Regions from separate parts of the Anser cygnoides genome. Here all the other regions are linked to region 3. The links are chromatin contacts, called in public Hi-C maps. All regions are on one chromosome and are shown on one strand. Each heading gives the region's core, a stretch centred on a gene start, on an enhancer-like site or on the middle of the called end of the contact. The rest is flanking DNA. Distances are from core to core; before and after follow the strand shown.

Evidence for each region. A called contact is a pair of places that touch in the nucleus more often than the background predicts.
Region 1: a contact with region 3 is called in a Hi-C map of liver, with 1.9 times the contacts expected there. The contact joins two enhancer-like sites. A contact is called at or near these places in 2 of 7 Hi-C or Micro-C datasets (both in liver).
Region 2: a contact with region 3 is called in a Hi-C map of liver, with 2.7 times the contacts expected there. The contact joins two enhancer-like sites. A contact is called at or near these places in 5 of 7 Hi-C or Micro-C datasets (fetal liver, granulosa cells and liver).

The regions. Positions count from the first base shown.
Region 1 is chr2:152,206,026-152,208,725 of Taihu_goose_T2T_genome, reverse strand. All of the region lies in intron 3 of NSMCE2 (NSE2 (MMS21) homolog, SMC5-SMC6 complex SUMO ligase), which reads right to left. Among named protein-coding and RNA genes, the nearest start is that of NSMCE2, 45 kb to the right of the region's middle. Within about 2 kb of position 1,420, at least 1 of the 3 cell types and tissues checked has open chromatin away from gene starts, as enhancers often do. A contact at or near this core is called in liver, where this site is marked.
Region 2 is chr2:152,167,519-152,170,218 of Taihu_goose_T2T_genome, reverse strand. The region is part of intron 2 of NSMCE2 (NSE2 (MMS21) homolog, SMC5-SMC6 complex SUMO ligase); the gene reads right to left. Among named protein-coding and RNA genes, the nearest start is that of NSMCE2, 6.7 kb to the right of the region's middle. Within about 2 kb of position 1,323, at least 1 of the 3 cell types and tissues checked has open chromatin away from gene starts, as enhancers often do. A contact at or near this core is called in liver, where this site is marked.
Region 3 is chr2:152,362,703-152,365,402 of Taihu_goose_T2T_genome, reverse strand. No RefSeq gene overlaps it. Among named protein-coding and RNA genes, the nearest start is that of TRIB1, 64 kb to the right of the region's middle. Within about 2 kb of position 1,387, at least 2 of the 3 cell types and tissues checked have open chromatin away from gene starts, as enhancers often do. A contact at or near this core is called in liver, where this site is marked.

The DNA.
Region 1 (2,700 bases), core at 171-2,670, 160 kb after region 3:
CACTCTGAAGAGCTCACAAAGTAAATGATGGATCTGGCAGACGAGCAAAGATGCAATATAAACCACACGTCAGGAAAAACACAGATTACAAATCCAGGATAATGAAGTGCAAGTGAAAGCTTGTAAGGTATTTCAAAATAATGCCAGCCTGGTATAACAGGCATTTGTTCGAGGACTAAAAAAGTATTACGAGCTGATATAAGAAAGATAACAGACTAGGGAAGAAATAGTTCAAGAAGCAGTCCACATGACAAAGTAATTCAAGGAAGGAATTTACATGCAGTAAATGCAAACAGTTATCCCAGTACAAAACTTGCAGATCCTTTTCTTTTATTTCAGCTTACATATGCTATATGTGAGTTCAACAAAACAAAAACAAAAAATAAAAAAACACACCAAACAAAACAAAAAAAAAACAACAAATAATAATTAAAAAGAAAAAGAAAGAAAAGAAAAAACACTCATCCCAGAGCAAGAAGGCAGGGAACACTGATTTAACTATATTTTTTTTCCTGACACTGGCAAAACCTTGCCCACGAACAAGCCCCCATTTAACTAGGGTACAGGCTGAGAAGAGACAAGGGAAAATTTTAGAAGTGTTGGGTGAACAGTGGCGTAGGAAAACTTCAGAGTCCAACAAGAGTATTGTGAAATGCTACATGTGACAACATTACAAATCACGCAGGGGAAGATCTGATTCAAAAAAACAGAATTTTGGCTGGCAAAAACACGTTGGCTCACTTATGGTTTCCAGAAATGTTTTTGCTATACAGCATGCTGAAAGTCTTCAGCTTACAGGAGTTCTTGGCCATGGCAGAGGCTTGTGGTGACATAATGCAGGCACAAACCAACCCCCAGAACAAAAGGTTAAAGTCTTTTACAATATTTAATTTCTGTAGAGATTTAAACATTTAAATATGTCATTACAAAACAAAATGACTCAGTATAGATGTAATTCAGATGTACCAAAATGCATTAGTCATTCAATAAAACCGGCACCGAGGATTTACTAAAAATACTTTACAGAAGGAAAACAACAACATATATTTACTTTATTGAACGGTTGTTGTGGAAAGCAGATAAAAACAAATCCTGCGTAAATCACCTTAATTTGCCTACCCCTAACTAGGGCTGCTAGTCCCACTGGTAAAGCAGCAGAACTAGCTCAGCTCCAGTTTCCAACCCTTGTGCCGAACGGCAGCACAAGAGGAAGCGACGCGTGGCGGTGCCGGTGATCCCACGGCAAGCAAACAGGGCAGGGAACGAAGTAACTGGCAGGATACGAGGCTCGCTGCCAGGTACAGGTCCCAGGAGGGGCAGAGTTAACCTGCATCAGCTTCCTCCTCCTCTAGCACCCCAGGGAGCACCAGCAGCAAGGAGCCGGGCCATCAGGACACGAAGACAGAAGCAGAGCGGTTTATAAGGCTGTTGGATTGCGGGGAGCACAAAGAAATCTCCCCATACGGTGAAAAGACAACGCAAGCCAGCAGCACGGCCCCTTCTGGTGCTTCAGGTCCCTCCGTGGAAGCGCTGAGGGGACACGGTGCCACCCGGGGCCTGCTCAGGCACCCGGTGCTCCTCATTAGGGCAGGGAGCCACGGCCTGGGCCGGGGAGGTGTGCTCTGATTGATCGAGTCACTGCTGTGCGTGGTGAGGAGGTGCCAGGAGAGGCAGGCAGGCTCTGCCACATCAGGGGTGACCTCTGGAGATCTGCACGAGCTTTGAAGAAGTTTCTCCGAGGCCCCAGCAGGGCAAGATGGAAGACATGAGGGAAGGAAGAAGATACGGACTTGCAGAGGGTGGAAGCTGGAAGCCTGTGACTTCAGGTAACAGGAATAAAGCTCTCTTTCCTCCTGTTTCAGGAAAAGTAGTGGGTGTTTTGGGAGAAAATACTAAGCAGGTATCTCAAGTCCTTGGATTAGTACCAGCACTAAGCGAAATACCCGTGTTAGTGGCTGGTGATGCTCCTCCACGTGAGACAGAGGCATCTATCCCTGTTATCCAGGTAGGTCTGATGTGTGTCCAGGGCCTGGGTCACCGCCAGCGCAGACAGACTGCCATCACTCAGCCGGCCTTCCCAACTCCATGCCAGAAGGGAAAGTTACACATTTCTGTTTGGAAAGGAGGGCATGCAGAGGATTGCCACAAGTGTCTGGATACCAATGCACAGAGCTTGGGCAACCAACAAGAGCTGGAAGTCTGTTCGCAGTCAGAGAGTTACGACTGTGATCAGGATCACAAACATTAATGGGATACCATTCGTGACTGGAAAAGTGTCACAGGAGAACAAGCAGTGAGGAAAAAGGGCAATTGCACCTGCTTACAAAGTGTTTCATTGTCCATGCAGAGTTTCAGGGTGAAACGGACTGATCCAAAGCAAAGGCAATATTGGTCCCGTGGCACTGGGGGCCTGTTACAGGCCATCCGACCAAGGGGAAGAGGTGGATAACCCAAAACAACTCACTTATCGGCCATGGTCCTCACTGGGGATTTCAACCATGTGGGCCCCATGGCACTGTGCAAGCAATCCAGGATGTTTCTAGGCTGCATTGGTGATAACTCTTTAACGCAGATGCTAGAGAGACCAAGCAAGGGTAATACTCTACTTGCCCTCTGCACACAAACAAGTGGCAAATGTGGTCACAGATAGCAGCTTGGGATCAGTTACCACAAGCTGACTGCATTCAGGATCCAGAAAAA
Region 2 (2,700 bases), core at 74-2,573, 200 kb after region 3:
AGAGGAGGTAGTAAAAAGCTGGGAACAGATTCTGGGTCTTTATATCATTAGAAGCCTCAGAGATATTTCAGACTGCTTTAATTCTACTGCAGAATACTTTTCTTTTGACTTCATGTGAGCTCTGTTATTATTGACAATTCCATAGTAAAAATATCCATACTTGCTCGTTATTGCTCGCTGGGATTCCCAAAACATCTCACAACATTAAATAAGGATTAAATGGACAGAAATCATTTTAAACTTACTATTGTGGACTGTAAGCAGATGTCAGGACAACTATATGCATAAATAGAGATAACTGTGAACCTGCTTGGAAATATCGGACATTAAATCTTTCCAATATTCCTGTGAAATGGGTAAGCATTATTTTTATTAGTATTATTATTTTGCAGAAAGTAGTAAAACGAACCCATTCCAGGCTGCGAAGAAGTAGATTAACTGCTACATTTTGTCCTGCGTTGCCAAATGGGGTAACATTTGATGAAAGGCTACAAATCTTTAAATCTTCAAAATCATTTGAAACAGTGAAACAGATTCCCTCAATTTTCTACATTCCTCAGATTAATATTTATTGCAGCTTTATTACAGCTTTTAAAAGTGAATAATTTTAAGTACAGCAGCACAGTAATACATGGTAGCATCGGTATGTGTACTAGCTTGCAGCCATGCCACCTTCACCCAGAAACAGATCAAAATCCCTTTAAACAGGATTGAAGTGAGTCAGTGGGTAGACGGCAGCTTCCTAAAGGGAAATATGGTGCTGAGAGAAAGGAAAGTCTTACTTCAGTAGGAGGAATTCTACATGGGAAATTACTGATTAAAACCCAGTGCTGGATTTTGTTCTGAAACTTTCAAAGCACACATCAACATAAAGCCGTGAAAGATCTGCTTACTCATGAATAAATATCACAGTAATTTTAATCTGATGTCCCCAACATCCAACTCAAAAACCCCTTTCTATCTTCTCTAGTTAAGTTTTCTCTGCTGTTTCAATCAGATGGAGGAAAACTTATTTTTCTCTTTCGGATTATTATGGAGTCACAACGTTTCTATATAGCAACCCTTATTCCCTCAGAAGATTTTCATTTCAATCCTGGTAGAGGAAGTAATCCCTGCAACCATTATTTACCTCCCAGAGAGCAGAGAGGCTTAGCCAGTGTTTGCAAAGCAGCTGAGATCCTCTAAAGAAAGGTTACGGAAGGTTACAAGGCTACTGTAAAGCAGGGAATATCCTGAGCCAACTGTGGCACACAAGTGGCACCTCTTCCCATCAACAGCCGACAGGGTTTCACGATCTAAAAAGCAGGCTTGCTCCCTCTTTATTCCATGTAACACTACCACCACCTGTTAAGGAGCTTAGATTCAGTCATCCCGAGAGGTTTTTATGGCTCCCATAACCCCTGGAAGAAGAGTTCTTTGTTCTCTGGACGGTTTAACTGGAGAGGGCTTTAGGCGGCTCATGGATCACGGCCAGATCAGCAGAGAGGTAAAGCAGCCAGTTTCTTTTCAATATTTTTGGAGCTTCAAGGGAAGTACTGTTTACTTCCTATGTTCTCCTGCCCCCTAGCGAGCTTTGGTTTTCACTCCACCTGAACAATCGTGGCTGCTTTACAACTCACACGCACACAACCGTGCTGAAACACCAAACTGTTTTCTTTTTATGTTCTTCACAACTGTTCCCTACATCCTTCTCCACTAAGTATGTCAGAAAACGAAGAGCCTTTTCTAGCCCTAGTATGCAGGCTTTTACTTAACAGGGAAGCACCCTCAAGACTGAAATACCATAAAAGCACTTTAAATACGTCAAAGAAAATTCATATGTTAATTTCTATTTCTTCTTTATATTATTCTTATATTAGAGCACTGAAGTTAGAAAAATTACATACACGTTCTTTCATGAATCGCCCTTAAATCTTAGGGAGAAAAAAAAAACCACAACAAAACCACAGCGTTTGCTGCCTATAAAACATCTCAAATACAACACATGAGCAAAGCCCCTATCATAATCTAAAGAAAAAAGAGGGAAAAGTGATCCAGGAAGATCTTTAAAAAAAATTTTTTTTTTAAATCTAACTTCCTATCAGGTGCATTTATGGGAGATCCCTCCATGATACTGCATTTAACTGTAGCCAGTCCAGCAAACACTAATGTGTATTATTTAATAAATATGCCTACCAGTAAAGGTTTTCAAGGTTGGGCTCTTGGAGAGTAACAACTCAGAAAAGAAACAGACGTCACTTACTGCACTAACTTTGTATGCCTTTTGGGTTATCTATCTTCAGATGTAAATCCAACCTCTCTCATGTACTTCCTAAGAGAATTTTACCCCAGTACTATTCCCAAAAAGCAGAGTTGTGTAACATGCAAGCATCTTCGCAGCAACAGGGCTTGTAAAATAAAATACTGACCACATAATCACAATAGAATTCTTTTGCCACTGCAAAGCCTAGCAATGAAACCTGTCAGAAGCTGGATGAAGCTAGATTTTGTAAAGGAAATTAAAACAAACTGCAAATGGACAACAACAAGAATGCAGAAGCATATTACCTAAAGGTGTCTCAAAATTAAATGACTACTTTGCCTCAGAACATGCAGGCTAAGTAGAATAGGTGGGTGACAATTTTATATATGTGACAAGTTGTGTTAATGAGTTGGTTATACGAGCTTAACAGCCAAGTACTGCAGACCAGATGATGCTAA
Region 3 (2,700 bases), core at 138-2,637:
AGCAGGCTTGAGTAAAGTGGTTTCATGCAGGCAACAGTAATTGAAAACAGCCATTGAAGTGGTAAACAAAACCAGAACGCTAAATATTAATGTGCAGTAAGTGCCCATGTAGGTTTTCCTTCAATATTAAGGATTTAAACCCCACAGTGTATTTGCAATAACCCATTCTTGTTTTAAAAACATTTTGTTCCAGATAGCTCAAAACCCTGGTCCCTCCTGGCAATGAGAACAATAGTTTTCTCGTGGAAGCGAAGGATAACTTGTTCTAAGGCAAAAATTTCTATAAAGTTCAACCAAGTGGCTCACAGGCAAATGGACTCTGTTGCAAGAATAGTGGGTCAGGACCTTGGTTTTTGCTTCTCCGAAAAGGAGCACCTCCAACAACACAGAGCCCCATAGCAACATGCTCGGGCATTGACTCCGCACTGAGTCAGAAGGAAGAATGCCATTTAGTGACTCACCAGCACCACTTCTGCAGCACTGTGTGGTGCTAAATAATCTAATCTGTCTATCTACTCGAGAGCCTCTAAAGAGTGCTAGTGTGCAAGGTAAAGAGTTTTCACTGGCACACATGAAAGGCGTTAAGGACTGGATCCTACTCGGTGGAAAGCTGCCATCATTTCCACCGGGATTTGGACCAGAGCTTAGGCGCAACACAGAGTGTTTGGGGAAAAAAAAAAAAAAAAGAGGTTCTTGAAATCAAAAGGCAATAGCTATGGTTATCAAACACAAAGCTCTGCTCTCAGGTATTCTGCATTATCTGTGCGTGCCGATCTCCCTTTGATGTCGCTGAGGAAGCTGCTGCTCTCCAGGGGAGCAGCGCGCTGGGAGCAGAGCGCAGGGGCAGCAGGACAGGCAGTCCTGCAGGTACGCAGGACAGTCGCGGAGCTTCCTGCCGCTCTCCTGTAGGTGGCAGTGCTAAATTTTTTAACAAAAGCGGATTTTGTGAACTCTGGCTGAAGTTCTCGGTTATTCAGTAATCTTATCTGAATGGAAAAGCTAAACCATGCAAGCCACTTCCCTGTCACAGCAGCGTGCTTCGCGCAGACACAAAGGAATGCATGCCTGATCCTGCAGTCAGTGAAAGTCTAGGGGAAAAAGAAATGTAAGGTCATGGCTTGTATTCATGTCATTAACTGAACGCTTTCCTGCTAGGAGTTCAGTCCAGACAGAGAACTCTGGCTCTGATTTCCTCTCAGGATCACAATTGTAGGATATCGCTGCTGTCTCGGTTACACAGTGATACGCGGATGTGTCAGAGCCGTTCCTTACCCCGGTCTAAAACGTGCTTTCAGCTCCCGGCCCATGTTAGATAGCCACGCTGCCTACAGTTGGCTTCTGCTAGCAGTTTCAGTGCCTTGCAGACATTGCTGTGAGATTGCCACAGGACCCAAGGTGCACCTCTTGTGGCAGAAGAGCCATTTGTCCTTTCCCAGACCTACTGATACATCCTGTTATTTGCAGCAAACCAAGAGAGGCAGCTGTGGATAGGAAAACCAGAGAGGCAGCTGACGAAAATGAACATCTGGAGGGCAAAGGAAGGATTCCCTGGGGACTCAGGGGGATGCTCAACCCATATCAGCCCTGGGCATCCATCTCCAGACCCACACAACAGCACATCTACATTGCAGGTGTTAACGCGGGTGCAAGAAGCTCCCCTCAAAACCAAGCTGTCAGAGCCAAACCCAAGGTGTCAGCGGGCTGCTTAGCCATGGGCTGGCACTCTCCCATGTGTATCTAAGCATGTATAAAAATCGCAGCAGCATATGATGGTTTTCCTGCTGACCCCATCTACCTCATATCTGATACGTAACCTGTCTTGTGAAGGTTAATACACTACTGTTGCAATAGCAGATTCACAAGCTTTTTGAGACCTGAAAAACTCTGTTTCAAGAGCACCATGTGGCAGGAAGTCCCATGTGTCAGATGCTGTTACGAAAACATCCTCCTCTTGCACCAAATATGGATCTGTCACCCTCGGTTTCACTGGTTCCTTTTGTCAACAGATATCAGGAATAATAACTACCAGGGACACACAAGCTTTTGGAACATCATACACAGAAAATACTGTTTCTGGCCAGGGTCTCAGTCCAGAGGGGCTTCAGGTTTCCCTCCCAGATTTGCTGCTTTCCTTACTATGGGAAGGGAAGGCAGGCAGGACTCTGAGCATGCTGTAATTAAAGCTTCTCTGGTGGCCAGATTCAAAACAACGTGGATATCATCCAGGTATAAGCCAGAGAGAAGCTTGTATCATGACTACCTGCTTTTTACCTCTTCTTTAATTAATGGAGGATGTCTCAAGCAAGCTCCTCCTGCCAGCACTGAAGGGAGAGAGCAAAAAAATTCCCTCTCATCCTTTATCGCAGCTGCACTCATTTGACAGGCACTCAACCCAAGGACGCTGCTTGCCTTCCAAGGTGAAAGCTCTCAAAAAATTGATGCTTATGTATCTAGTAAACTCCCAGTTTTTACTACCATCGTGGGATTCAAGTATCTGGAGAAGAGATTTGACTTATGAGGGATGGCAGCACTAGCAGCTCAAAAGTTCATTCATCCTCAAGAGCATATATATCAGATGAAATGAGTTTCAAAGGACCATTCACTTGAACTGATTTACAGGTACACCAGCAGACACAGAGACACTTCTTTCAATGACATAATTTTACTAGGCCAGGAGCATTTTTTGCTATTGCAGACAAG